Regions from separate parts of the Sus scrofa genome. Here region 2 is linked to region 1. A link is a contact called in public Hi-C data. All regions are on one chromosome and are shown on one strand. The core of a region is the stretch at or near the end of the contact, and the rest is flanking DNA. Distances in the headings are between cores, read along the strand shown.

Evidence for each region. Hi-C and Micro-C count contacts between places; a contact is called where the count stands out from the background.
Region 2: a Hi-C map of liver shows a contact between it and region 1, with 6 times the contacts expected there. The contact joins the promoter of NEK8 here to the promoter of VTN in region 1. A contact is called at or near these places in 1 of 47 Hi-C or Micro-C datasets (liver) and 1 of 2 datasets of contacts at active chromatin or transcription factors (alveolar macrophages).

The regions. Positions count from the first base shown.
Region 1 is chr12:44,649,696-44,656,413 of Sscrofa11.1, reverse strand. It overlaps VTN (vitronectin), which reads left to right and starts at 2,498. Exons shown (of 9, transcript NM_214104.1): 1 at 2,498-2,606; 2 at 2,708-2,827; 3 at 2,904-3,099; 4 at 3,102-3,178; 5 at 3,255-3,394; 6 at 3,649-3,805; 7 at 3,944-4,096; 8 at 4,804-5,160; 9 at 5,680-5,882. The coding sequence starts at 2,543. The coding sequence ends at 5,792. It overlaps SARM1 (sterile alpha and TIR motif-containing protein 1), which reads right to left and starts at 2,050. Exons shown (of 12, transcript XM_003360057.4): 1 at 504-2,050; 2 at 175-501; 3 at 136-172. The coding sequence starts at 603.
Region 2 is chr12:44,960,382-44,967,726 of Sscrofa11.1, reverse strand. It overlaps NEK8 (serine/threonine-protein kinase Nek8), which reads right to left and starts at 4,632. Exons shown (of 16, transcript XM_021067481.1): 1 at 3,898-4,632; 2 at 2,494-2,629. The coding sequence starts at 2,540. TLCD1 (calfacilitin) reads left to right here and starts at 4,704. Exons shown (of 3, transcript XM_013989985.2): 1 at 4,704-5,097; 2 at 5,407-5,662; 3 at 6,036-6,762. The coding sequence starts at 4,904. The coding sequence ends at 6,419. RPL23A (60S ribosomal protein L23a) reads right to left here. Exons shown (of 5, transcript XM_003131772.3): 4 at 7,283-7,345; 5 at 6,990-7,053. The coding sequence ends at 7,039.

The sequences.
Region 1 (6,718 bases), core at 1,249-3,748:
CTTCCTCATCTGTAAAATGATACGCTGGTCCCTAACAGGGGATAGTGCGAGGCACGCAGGAGACCCAGGCACACCCTTGCTGCGACACATCACGCAGCGCGCCCACACCCCCCGCCCCCAGCCCGGTCCTCTCACCGGTTCTCAGCCACCAGGATCTGCTCCAGCAGGCGGCGGCCTGCACACGCGTCTCCAGCTCCGGCGCCTGGAGCAGCCTCAGCAGCAGGTCCAAGCCGCCCTCCAGGCGGATGGCGTCGCACAGACCCTGGGCTACCTCGCGGCCCATGGCTGGCAGCAGCCAGGCTTCCTCCACCAGCTGGAAGACCTCAGCCAGGCCGGCGCCCACGGCCCGCCCGCCGCCCGCCTGCTTCAGCGCCGACAGCGCCTGCTGCAGCTCAGGCAGCGCGCGCTCCAGGGCGCCCTGCACCTCGGCACCCACCCCGGGTGACACCTCGCGGGGCCCACGACCGCCCGCGGTCCACCACGGACCGGCGCCGCCCCCCCGTCCGGCCCGGGCACCGCTAGTCGCTCAGCGCCTGGTCTTGGGCTGGACATGGCGAAGAAGCGGCACAACTTGTAGGCAGAGAACAGTATCGTCAGGACCATGGGCGCGGGGCTGCAGGGCACATCCCCGGCCTGGGGCGGGGGGCGGAGGGCGGAGCGACCCAGACCTTGGGAAAAAGAAGACCCCAGAGGGGACCCGAGGGAAGAAGATGCAGGAGGGAGGGTGGAGAGAGGGGTGCCAGGCAAGGGCGCTGACCAGAAATGTGAGGGCAGGATCTGGAACGAAGAGGTTAGAGAAGGGAATTGCAGGCCCGGATGAAGGAGGCAAGCAGGAGGAGAGAGCAGAGAGGCGGGAGGAATGAACCTAGGCGCCGGAGGGTCTAGGAGGCAGCAAGCCAAACAAAGAGCGCTCCAGTTCCGGCCGGGTTCGCGGAGATGCTCTGCAGCAGCCCCGCCCCTGAGAAGCCAGGGACCCGGAGCCCACGCCCCGCCTCTCGGTCACGCGGGGCTCCTCCCCTGCCGCCGGCGTAGCCTCACGCTAAAACTTCCCCAGCCGTGCCCACACCCTGACCGGCTCCCGGAGCCCGGTCCCCGGGCCCCCTCCACTGGATGCAGAGGAAAGGGAGGAGGGCGAGAGGACTGCCTCGGTTTTATACTGGAGACACTGGAATGACACTGGAATGTGAGGGCAGCACGGTTGGGTGTGCTCTTGTCCTACTAATGCTATCATAACAGCAATTCTTGAAACCCTTTATGCCTGTTTCTCAATTAAGACTTACAACGCGCCTATGAGGTAGGAATTTGTGCTGCCTTTTAACAGACTGAGGTCCATATAGAAACGATTGTCCAAAGTCACTCTCCCCTCTCATTATAGAAAAGAAAGCAATCAGCAGAATCGCCAAAGATCACTTGCTCCAGGTAGGAGGAGGACTTCAGGAGGCCTTGGACTCCGAAAAGTGGGCCCCAAATCAGGCATTTTGTGCCAGTGAGCATTTTCTGAGTAGGGGGATCCTACTCACTGGAGTCTAAAAGTGTGGGGAAGAGTGCCTGCTGTGGCACAAGCAGCTCGCATCTCTGCAGCACCAGGACACAGGTTCGATCCCCAGCCTGGCACATTGGTTAAAGGATCCAGGATTGCTGCAGCTGCAGCATAGATTGCAACTGCAGCTTGGATCTGATCCCCGGCCTGGGGAAACTCCTTATGCCCATGGGGTGCCCAGAAAAGAAAATAAATGTGGGGAACTGGGCCACCCTTCATGGATGGGGAAGATGAGGATGGAGACAGGGAATAGCCAGCTGAGGAGCAGTAAATCAGTGGAAGACTCAGGAATCACAGCCAGTCCGAAGGGTTAATATTCACCAACTCACTGTGCTGTGAAGACCAGCCTCTGGAAATCAATGCTCTAGAGACCTGAACCCAGAAATGAAACTTTGTTCTTTTCATGATAAAAATAAATTTTCACCAGGGTGTTTACCAGCATAGCTCCTACCCCCACCCCCCTTCAATGCCCTAAATACACAAGGGGTGGGTGAACCATCCTGCGAGGGCTGTGCCTGATCAAACAGATCATGAATCAATAGCCATTTATGGAGAATGAAGTTGGGGCTCCTCCAGGCACTGGGCAGATTGTCTGCTTTAGGTCCTGACACCCCATGAGGCAAATATGATTAATCTCATTTTACCAAAAAGAGAACTAAGGCAACTAAAGCTTTGTGCCCAAGGTGCACAGCCAGTGAGTGCCAGAGTGGGACTTCTTTCTGTCCCTCAGACTCACTGAGCTAGTCCTCTTCCGAGATGACCTTGAGCCTGGCAAGGATTCTATTTACAGCTCTCCCAGGCCTGGAGTTCCAGGACCGTGATCCTTTGCTGCAGCAGCCTCTGGAGTCAGGGCTCTGGGGGCTGGACTGGAGCTTGAGCAAACAGAGCAGTAGAAAAGGCAACTCCTCTTCTCTGGTTCCCTCATCCATGACCTCTCATCTCTCTGTCCCTTCCTCAGGCATCAGAACCTAGTTTACCAGACGTGAGGCCGGAGGTGCTGCCATGGCACCCCTGAGGCCCCTTCTGATGCTGGCCCTGCTGGCATGGGTTGCTCTGGCTGACCAAGGTGCGGGAGGATATGGATATTGGTGACCATTTGGGTCAATGTAGGGTGGGTAAGTGTGGCCTGGCCTGGGCGGTGCCAGCTGTCATACTCCCTCTCCACAGAGTCGTGCAAGGGCCGCTGCACAGACGGCTTCATTGCCGAAAGGAAGTGTCAGTGTGACGAGCTGTGCTCTTACTACCAGAGCTGCTGCGCTGACTACGTGGCCGAGTGCAAGCCCCAAGGTGCGTTCAGAGGGGCTGGGCGGGCCTGGGGTCCCCTCTGCAGCTGGAGACTCACCACCCCCCTCCTTGTCTGCAGTGACTCGCGGGGATGTATTCCTTCAGCCAGATGATGAGTACAGGGCCTATGACTACCACGAGGAGACCAGACACAACACCAGCGTCCAAGAAGAGCCAAGGATCCCTGTCCTGCTGGCCAAGACTGAAGAGACTCCGGTTCTGAAACCTGAGGAAGAGGCCCCACCACCTGGGCCTCAGACTGATGATCTAGGGGTCCTGAGGAAGAGCTGTGCAGTGGGAAACCCTTTGATGCCTTCACCAACCTCAAGAACGGTTCCGTCTTTGCCTTCCGAGGTGACTGGAATGGCAGACCTTGGGACTAGGGTCTGCCGCAGGAGCATCCTGCCTCACACGGCCTCCCTTCCTCTAGGGCTGTACTGCTATGAGCTGGATGAAAAGGCAGTGAGGCCTGGGTACCCCAAGCTCATCCAAGATGTCTGGGGCATCAAGGGCCCCATTGATGCCGCCTTCACCCGCATCAACTGTCAGGGGAAGACCTACCTCTTCAAGGTACCAGCCCAGGGACTGTGGGTCAGGGTCAAGGCTATCTCAGCAGGGGCTTGAGGGCGACTATGCCCAGGACCTGAGTGGGCCAGAAGGCTGGATCCCAGCCTGTGGTCCCTGGCTGGAGCTCTGTGGGACATAGAAGCCCAAGGCTCCAGGTCTTGGGCAACAAGCCTGGGAATAGGGCTGCTGCCTTGGGTGGAGGACTCTGCCTCCGCCACAGCCAGCTGCCTCCTGACTCTCTTCTTCCCTGCGCCTAGGGTAGTCAGTACTGGCGCTTTGATGATGGTGTCCTGGACCCCAATTACCCCCGCGAGATCTCTGAAGGCTTCAAGGGTATTCCGGACGATGTGGATGCAGCCTTGGCCCTGCCGGCTCATAGCTACAGTGGCCGGGAGCGGGTCTACTTCTTCAAAGGTACTCAGTGGGTGGGTGGGAGGGTTGGTTTGCTTCCCCTGGGGACAGGCCTTGGATTATGCCCCACCCCGGACCAGGAGCTCCTAACTTCCACAGCCTCTGGGCTTTCCAGTCTTGCTCATGGCCACCCCTCCCCAGGGAAACAGTACTGGGAGTATGTGTTCCAGCAGCAGCCCAGTCGAGAGGAGTGCGAAGGCAGCTCCCCGTCGGACGTCTTTGCACACTTTGCCCTGATGCAGCGGGACAGCTGGGAGGACATCTTCAGACTTCTCTTCTGGAGCCATTCCTTTGGTATGGAGGGCTGGCCAGTTCTTGCTTTTCCTGCTGGGGACTGAGATCCCCTGGGAAGGGGGAGGGCCAGCCCGAGGGACTGTGATTATGGAGCTATTGATCAAAAGCTGTTTGCTCAGGCCAGACTTTGCTTCTGTTGATCTTTCTGGGGGAGGCTTGCCTCCACCCGGACCCCACACCTTGGACTTTGCCTAGTGCAGCCAAGGGCACAGCCAGCCGAAGGAGGGGGCTGTGGGAGTTCTCGCTGTGGCTCAGCAGTAATAACCCAACTAGTACCCATGAGGATGCAAGTTCGATCCCTGGCCCTGCTCAGTGGGTTAAGGATCCAGTGTTGCCCCAAGCTACGGTGTAGGTCAGAGCTGCAGCTTGGATCCTGAGTTGCTGTGGCTGTGGCGCCGGCCGGCAGCTGTAGCTCCAATTAGGCCCCTAGCCTGGGAATTACCATGTGCCACAAGTGCTGCCTTAAAAAGCAAACAAACAAACAAACTTAGAGATTCTTAAAAAAAAAAAAAAAAAAAAAGAAGGAGGGGATATGGCTGAGACCGTGAGGGACAGATGTGGCAGAGGAAGGCTGGGAAAGAGCCCTGAACAGGGAGTTGGAAGGCTGGGATTCTAGGCTCTGCCACTAACTTGCTGTGTGTTCTTGGACGAGGAATAGCCCATCCTTGACCTCCGAGGCTCCCCGTTAACCCCCTTCCTTTCCACAGGTGGTGCCATAGAGCCCCGGATCATCAGCCAGGACTGGCTTGGTTTGCCTGAACAAGTGGATGCGGCCATGGCTGGCCAAATTTACATCTCAGGCTCAGCCCTCAAGCCCTCCCAGCCCAAGATGACTAAGTCTGCACGTCGCAGTGGTAAACGCTACCGCTCACGCCGTGGCCGTGGCCGTGGCCGAGGCCACAGCCGCAGCCAGAAGTCCCACCGGCAGTCTCGTTCAACCTGGCTGCCCTGGTTCTCCAGTGAGGAGACTGGCCCAGGAGGCTACAACTATGATGACTATAAGATGGACTGGCTCGTGCCTGCCACCTGTGAGCCCATCCAGAGCGTCTACTTCTTCTCAGGAGGTGGGAACCCCTGCCAGCCCTGTAGCTGGCCTTGCCAGGACTTCCCTGCTGTCCCTGGTCCCCAGGGTCTGAACATAGCCCATGAGTGGTGACTCCAGAAAGCCAAGCCAGGAGTTCCCATTGTGGCTCAGTGATAATGAACCCAACTAGTATCCATGAGGATGCAGGTTTGATCACTGGCCTTGCTCAGTGGGTTAAGGATCTGGCATTGCAGTGAGCTGTGGTGTAGGTCGCAGACATGGCTCAGATCTGGCATTGCTGTGGCTCTGGCATAAGCCAGCAGCTGCAGCTCTGATTCAAATCCTAGCCTGGGAACTTCCATAAGCCACAGATGTAGCCCTGAAAAAAAAAAAAAACGAAAAAAAAAAAAAAAAAACCAAAGAGCCAGGCCACACCCTTCAGTGCATTGTGGATGTTCACCTGCCACCTGCCCTTCCAGAAAACACCCAGCTCTTCTTAGGGCAGGTGTGGGTGGTGCCAGGCTGGGTCTCACGCACCCTCTCCTGACCTCTCTTTCAGAGGAGTACTACCGAGTGAACCTGCGCACGCAGCGAGTGGACACTGTGACCCCTCCCTACCCACGCTCCATCGCCCAGTACTGGCTGGGCTGCCCAGTTCCAGACCAGAAGTAAGAGTCCGAGTCTGAATCCACACAGCTGAGTCTCTGCTGCTGCCCTCTCTAGCCTCCCCCTCCCAGCCCAATAAAGAGTCCTTGGCCCTGACTGTAAGGCTACTGTCTGACTGGGTGGACAGGCAGATCCCTGCCCGGGTAAAGCAGAGGAAGCTGGGCTGTCAGAGCGGCTTAGCGGAGGGGGCAGAGAAGAGCCTCCTTGCGTCCAGCCCATAATGGCCTCAGGCCCCCTCTGTGAGCCATAAAAGCTATGGGTTGAGGGGTCCTTGTGAGTGCCAGCCTTCCCCCTGTACTGAGAAGCCCCCAACAAGCCATCAGCAGCTAAGCAGAAGCTTGAGGAGCTCCCTTCATGGCTCACTGGTTAACAAACCCGACTAGGAACTATGAGGATGCATGTTCGATCCCTGGCCTCCCTCAGCGGGTTAAGGATCTGGCATTGCCGTGAGCTGTGGTGTAGGTCACAGATGCAGCTCAGATCCTGAGTTGCTCTGGTTCTGGTGTAGGCCGGCAGCTGTAGCTCCGATTCGACCCCTAGCCTGGGAACTTCCACGTGCTGCAGGTGCGACCCTAATAATAATAATGATAATAATAATAATAATAATAATAAGCAGGAGCTTGAACACCTCAAAGGATGAGAGGAGTCACCAAGCCAGCCTACCCAGCCCTGGGCCTATTTGGCCTCTTGTCTTTGACTAGGGTCTTGGAAGAGAGGGGTGGGGGCAGAAGGTGGTGGGTTCAGACCCAGCTTTTCTGCCCATCATGGACCTGAAATGCTGTTCACTCAGATACTTGTGTTCCTGGGGAACTGGTCTCTGTGCTCCCTCAAACCCACCCCTCTGATGACAGGCCTTGGAAGTCTCTGTCTTGGGTGTGGGTGCAGGCCCCCGAGGCAGGAGAGACAGAGAAGGGTAGGAATTGAGGGGAAAT
Region 2 (7,345 bases), core at 3,383-5,882, 310 kb before region 1:
GTCCATAAAAACAGGGTTTTGTTCTTTCTCCTTCACCACTACAACTCCCGTGCATAGTCTAGTGCATACCTGAGCACTGAGCAGGAGCTCTAAGTGTCTGCTGAATGATGATCATCTAAGTATCAAATGTATTCTCTTCAGCTCAGACCTCTCCTCTGAGCCTCAGACTTACATATTCAACTACCTGCTTTGCATCTCTACCTAAGTGGCTAACAAGCATCCTAAATTTTAACTAATTCAAGACAAAACTCTTTTTTTTTGTCTTTTTAGGGCTGCACCTGTGGCATATGGAGGTTCCCAGGCTAGGGGTCAAATCGGAGTTGTCGCTGCCGGCCCACCCCACAGCCACAGCAATGCCAGAGCCTCGCCGTGTCTGTAACCTACACCACAACTCAACGAAATGCTGGATCCTTAACCCACTGAGCGATGCCAGGGATTGAACCTGCATCCTCATGGATATTAGTCAGATTAATTTCCACTGAGCCATGACAGGAACTCCTCGAAACAAAACTCTTTTTTTTTTTTTGCTATTTTTTGGGCCGCTTCCGCAGCATGTGGAGATTCCCAGGCTAGGGGGTCAAATCGAAGCCATAGCCACCAGCCTACGCCAGAGCCACAGCAACGCGGGATCCGAGCCGCATCTGCAACCTACACCACAGCTCACGGCAACGCCGTGATCGTTAACCCACTGAGCAAGGGCAGGGACCGAACCTGCAACCTCATGGTTCCTAGTCAGATTCGTTAACCACTGCGCCACGACGGGAACTCCCGAAACAAAACTCTTGATTTCTGCCCTCAAAGCCTTTCTTTCATCAGTTTCTTCCATCTCAGTCAATGACACCATCATCCCTTGTTATTAAAGTCAAACACCTAAAAATCATACCAGAATCTTTCCTCCATCTGACACTAACACATCAGTAAATCCTTTTCTACCTCCAAAACACTGTGTACTCATTCATTTTTCTCTGTACCTTCTGCTATATACTCTTGGCCAAATCATCATTTCTTGCCTAAAATACTGCACTAGAATTTTGAATGGTCCTTTTCACACTTTTCACCCTCAAATTCAAATTCCACACAGCAGCTGGAGTGACTTTTTTTTTTTTTTTTTGTCTTTTTTTTTTTTTTTTTTTGTCGTTGTTGCTATTTCTTGGGCCGCTCCCGCGGCATATGGAGGTTCCCAGGCCAGGGGTTGAATCGGAGCTGTAGCCACCGGCCTACGCCAGAGCCACAGCAACTCGGGATCTGAGCCGCATCTGCAACCTACACCACAGCTCACGGCAACGCCGGATCGTTAACCCACTGAGCAAGGGCAGGGACTGAACCTGCAACCTCATGGTTCCTAGTCGGATTCGTTAACCACTGCGCCATGACGGGAACTCCCTTTTTTTTTTTTTTTTTTTTTTTGTCTTTTTATCTTTTTTTTTTTTTTTGGATTTTTTTTAATTTTAAATTAAAAAAAAAAATTTCTTTTTAGGGCCACACCCGAGGCATGTGGCAATTCCCAGGCTAGTGGTCCAATCGGAGCTGTAGCCCCCAGCCTACACCACCACCACTGCAAAGTGGGATCTGAGCTGTATCTGCAACTACACCATAGCTCATGGTAACACAGGATCCTTAACCCAGTGAGTGAGGCCAGGGATGGAACCCATGTCCTCATGGATGCAAGTCGGGTTTGCTAACCGCTGAGCCAAGACGGGAACTTCCAGAGTGACATTTTTTAAAATGCAAAGACCATTCCTTTGCTTAAACCTCTTTCCTTTACACTGCAAATATATTCAACTTCTTAATCTCAGCCTACAGCAGCCATAATCTGGTTTCCGCCCTCTGTGACAATAACATTTTATTCCATCTTTACCTTGCTCACTACATTCCAACTACATTAGTCTTTTTCTCAGTTCCTTGAATACTCTGCATTCGTTCCCACGTGAGGACCTTCGCATAAACTGGTTCCTCTGCTTGAGAAACTCTACCTTCTTCCGACTTCTGGTCCTCATTCCTCAAGTCTTGGCATTAAATCTCAACTATCCGAGAAATTTTCTTTCACCACCCCAAAGGAATACTCCCTGGTGGTGTACTCTATTCTCACAGGCAGTTTGTTGATCACTGCTTTAACAATGTCCTGTTTATTTTCTAATTTTCCGTTAGTCTGTAAGCTCGGAGAGGGAAAAGACCACGCCTCTTTTGGGCTTAGCTGTGTGCACAGCACCAAGATCCTGACGTGTATAGTTGCCGCTCAATATTTGTTGAATGAATGAATCAGGATAGAGCAACAGAACTCTGCGGGGGCGCAGAGAAGAGCCAGGGGCGTGACCTCCTTGGAGGCGGAGTTTCCCATCCAGGACCGGGACCGGAAGCCTGGGCGGGGCTTCTCGTAGAGGGCGCTAACGCTTCGGGGCGGGGCTGAGCAGGCAACGATTTCGCGCTTAGCGATTTCGCGGGGCTTATTTTCCCTCTCCCGTAGCAATTTCCTCCCCCAGAGCCCTGGCTCACCCGAAGGCACCTCTCCCCACCACTCGGATCCGCTCGTACTTCTCCATCTCATTTTTCAGAGTCACATTTCCGGAATCCTCAAGCCCAGGCGCGGCGCTTGCGCGAACCCGCCTTCTCTAGAGCCACGCCTCCTGCTCTGCAAGATAATTACGGGGCGGAGCCGGGGGAGTTGGGTGTTGGTTCAGCCTCTCATCTGCTTTGGCTGTTTTGCAGGGTTCCTGTGGCCGGGATCCGCAGTCGCCCTTCCAGGGTCCAAGGAATGGAGTAATACGCTGTTTTGGGGGGCGCGCTCCGCAAAGGCCAACACAGCACCAGCCACCTCCCACACACGCATCTCGCCCTCGCAAAGCTTTCTTAGACTGGAGGGGTTCCCTGCGCACGCCGAATGAGGGTTGGAGGCGAGGACCGATCTCGCTCCGCATCCCTCTTTGCAAACTAGTGACTGCTTCGAAGGATAGGGCAGATTCTCACTGGCATGCAAACGATAGACACTACCAAAATTGAACCGAGAGAGTCAGCGCTCTCGGTCTGTGGGGCAGGGTGCAGGGTTAGTTTCGTGTTTGCCTAGGGAGGAACCGGGGAAATCCCGAGCTGTGCAAGTTGATTCGACTAGGCAGAAGGTGACACTGCTGTCAAGACTGAGCCCTGCGCTTGTCAACACCAACTCCCCAACGCACACACACAGCGCTGCCGCTGCCGCAGGGAAATCTGCCTTCAATACTCAACTAGGGAGAACTTCCTTGGGGGAAAATGGGAGGGAACGGGACTACCACCTGAAGGCATCCAGGCGGGAGAGGAGGAAAGAATCATTCGCCTGATATGGGTTCAAATCTTCTGCCCAGAGGTGGGGGGCTGGTTAGTAGTACAATAGTCTAAGATCTTGGCCGGAAGTGAGTTTAATTCCAGGTGTCTACCCACCGCCTTCTGCCCTTCATGACCTCTATAAAATCTCAGTTAAGGTAGCAGGAAGGACGATGATTAGCTAAGGGATAGCGTCCCTATTTCTGAGTGGGTGAGGAACGTGAGGAAAGGGGTGTTTATCTTCTGTTCCCACCCTGGCCCTTGAAAGGGTACCCAAAACTACCCACGTGGAATGACCACTGGAAAGGCCCCATGAGGGCCTGTTGGTAGCTGGCTCAGGCCAGGGTGTCCGGCGGACAAAGCTGCCCTGTGAGCAGAGGAGGGCAAGGGGGAAAGCCACTCAGCTGGGACACTCCGTGTTCTCACCTAGAAACTGATCAGGCCTTGGTTGACCCGGAGCCCCAGAGAGGTTAATGTGTAACCTTGGAGCCATCAGGGGAGGCAGAGCAAACACCCAAACCTCTTGGCGCCTCAGGCTTCTGGTTTTCCCTCACTCTCAGAGCAGCCCCCCACCCCCGCTCCAACTACTCCCTTCTCTTTTACCTCCGCCCTTTCGTTCGCTGAGTCTGGTTAACTCTTGGGCAAAAACACCACCTCCTTCCTTGTACGCCGGGAGGGGATCCCACGCCGCGTGAGGACAGGCTGTCACCTAGCGGTCGTGAGTTGCAACTGCTCCAGGCCACTGGCCGGCAAAGTGAGGGTCACCCTGGTGGCCTGGGCACATCGGCCGTCTTCCCCGCTCCGGCCTCCAGGAAGCGGGGAGAAGAGAGCTGGGACTGTCTGAGGGAGGACTGTGACTGCCGCGCGGCCCCAGGAGCCCAAGAGCCGGCTGGGAGGAGGGGTGGTGATAGGTTAGTCGACAGATTCTAGGCAGTGACTTGGGCGGGATGAGGTAGAGGCAGGTAAACGTGTTCGACTCTGGCCTGAAGATGCTAGCGGAAAAATACGGTCTGAGAGATCATCGTCGGATACGGGGCACCGGCTGGTCCCCAGGTTTAGGGATTTAAAAGACGTGGGTGCGTGACGGGTCCCGCCCAGCTTTGCGGGTAAAGGAGGTAAGGGAGGAGAGAGTTCTCTCAGGGCCCGCCCAGGCAGGGGAGCTGGGACGCCAGGGGATTTGGGTTAACCAGGCCAGGCGAGCGAAGCGGGACTCCGTCGGCAGTCGGGAGGCGCCAGCGAGGGGTGGCTTGGCGGTGGCGGCCCCAGGACAGCCTCTTTTGCCCAAAGTCCGCGGGAGCCTGGCGGGGCCTGGGGGGCCTGAGGGGAAATGGGGCTCTCGCCCTCCGCGCTGCGGAGGCGCCGGAGGGGCGGGGACAGGAGGGCGGGGCGGGGCGGGGGCGCGGGTGGTTGGGGGCGGGGGCAGAGGCCGGACGGGAAGGGACGGGAGGAGCGAAGGGGGCCTACAGGGCTCCGCGGAGACAGTGTGTGTGAGGCTGGCGGCCGCCAGGAAAGGCGTCGGGGGTGGACCAGCCCAAAAGAAAGTCCCTTTCCCGAACTGCCGGAGGAGGCGGCCTAGAGGGCGAACAGACAGAAGGCAGGGAGGGTCAGCATGCCCCCAATGCTGCTCCCCGCCCTGCCGCTGCTCCTGGGCGCCACGCTGACCTTCCGGGCGCTCCGGCACGCGCTCTGTCGCCTGGCCCTACCGGCGCACGTGCGCGCCGACCCCCTGCGCACCTGGCGCTGGCACAACCTGCTCGTCTCCTTCGCCCATTCCATTGTGTCAGGGACCTGGGCGCTGCTGTGGTGAGTGAAGGACTGGGGGAGTGAAGGCGGCTAGGGGATCCCGCATTACTCTTCCCATCACTCATTGGCGGGCTGAGGCCCAGGCAGTCTCACCTGATTCCCGGTTTAGAATGCTGTCCAACCAGGAGCGGCTGCAGCCCCAGGGGAGGGGGGTTCTCACCTGGGAAACGGCGAACACCTGGGTTTCAGCCAAGCCCCTCCTCGCTCCCGGTCAGCCAATAGCACCAGCCCAGACTCCCCGGGCACTGGCATGGTTGTGGGTCCTTGGGGATACCGAGTGAAGCGCCTGCCTTCTTCCCTCCCATCCAGTATATGGCAGACCCCGGAGATGCTGGTAGAGATTGAAACAGCATGGTCGCTTTCTGGCTATCTGCTCGTTTGTTTCTCTGCAGGTAGGTCTTGCTTCGTATTAAGTAGTTGGGAGGGACAGGAATGTTTCTTGCTCAGTCCCGTTTATGACCTCTTCCCCATCCCTCGGCTAGGGTATTTCATCCACGACACGGTGGATATCGTGGTTAGTCATCAATCACGGGCTTCTTGGGAATACCTTGTCCATCACGTCATGGTAAGTGAGCAGGGGATGTGGAATAGGCCTGGTGCTAGCAACCTAATCTAAGCCTTTTTGAATCTGGGAGATAACCCCACCCAGGGGCCTATGGTCTAATGCTAGAATGCTGAGGGTTGGTAGTCTCTGTACCCTTGCTTCACTACTTGAGGCCAGCAATCGTGGCCTCATTTTCTTTGCCTGAAAACTCCACCCATAGCAAGAACTTGTGGATAGGGTTCAAAATGTAATTGTATTGAATACACTGTGTTTCCAAAAGATGCAAACGGGAGGATTTCCTAGCCCCCAATCTTGTAGCCTTCATATTCCCACCAACTTCCAGAAAAGCTTTGGCATCTGAGTTCCCTAACCCATTCTCTCCCTTGCCTTGTAGGCCATGGGTGCCTTCTTTTCAGGCATCTTTTGGAGCAGATTTGTTGGTGGCGGTGTCCTAACCCTGCTGGTGGAGGTCAGCAACATCTTCCTCACGATACGCATGATGATGAAAATCAGTAACGCCCAAGATCTCCTCCTCTATCGGGTCAACAAATACATCAACTTGGTCATGTATCTTCTCTTCCGCCTAGCCCCTCAGGCCTACCTCACCTATCTCTTCCTGGGTTATGCTGGCCAAAGGACCCTGGGAACCTTCCTGCTGAGCATCCTGCTCATGCTGGATGTCATGATCCTCATCTATTTTTCCCGCCTCCTCCGCTCTGACTTCTGCCCTGAGCAGATACCCAGGCAGAAACACAAGGACAAGTTCTTGACCGAGTGAAAAGCACAGACCCAGGGACTTGTGACAAAAAACAGCCTCACATATAAACTGAGACTTCAGCCCTCACCTGAGGCGTCCTCTGGGGCCATGCTCTCCACCTTTCACATCTGCACCTACTATTGAAAACCCTAATGAAAGTACTCTTCTGAAGTCCTTGTCCTTTCTTGGGCAAGGGATGAGGGAAGCAGACAGACCGGTTGGACAGAGTAGATGGGTGTGGGGACAAGGTGCTACGGGAAAGCCAGCAGCCAACTCGCACTGCCCTAAAATGGGTGCTAATGAAAACTGAGTATTGGTTTTATACAAAGCCTCTTCCAGAGATAAAGGAAAAGGTTCTTGTAAAGCTTCTTGCTTGGTCTCTTACCTCTGTGATGGAGGCAAGCTGTAGTTGTCCTAAAAACACCAACCCCAGTCTGGTCACTGACATAAGTATGGTGAGGTGACAGTGCCAAGTGTCCCAACAGGGTTAGGTAACTGAGACCAAGAGTCTTGCCCAAGCCCTCTTACTCAGGTGTGTATATACCACAGTAAGGCCTCCCAACCAGAAATCAACATACAGACAAAAAAGCATGCATTTAGTGATGACTTTTATATTTAGAATTAGCCAGCTGGACTCAGTTTAGATGATCCCAATCTGAAAAACAAAAGGGAGCTTTGTTACTGGGAGCTGAAATGTGAAGATTAAAGTGGGAATGTCATAGTTAAAATGCAAAATGAGGGCACAAGATAAGGGGTAAGACAGGGGTGCAGTCAGTCAGTTGAGACTAATCACCGAAGTTTGATTCAGGCTTTGGTCGCTTAGAGATACATCATTTGCACCCAGGAAGGGGGGTGTTAAGGAGTTTGTAGTAAAGGAAGCTTACTTTGTTAGCAACATCCAAAGCATCATAGTCAGGAGCTAGTCGAACATATGCCTTCTTCTCTCC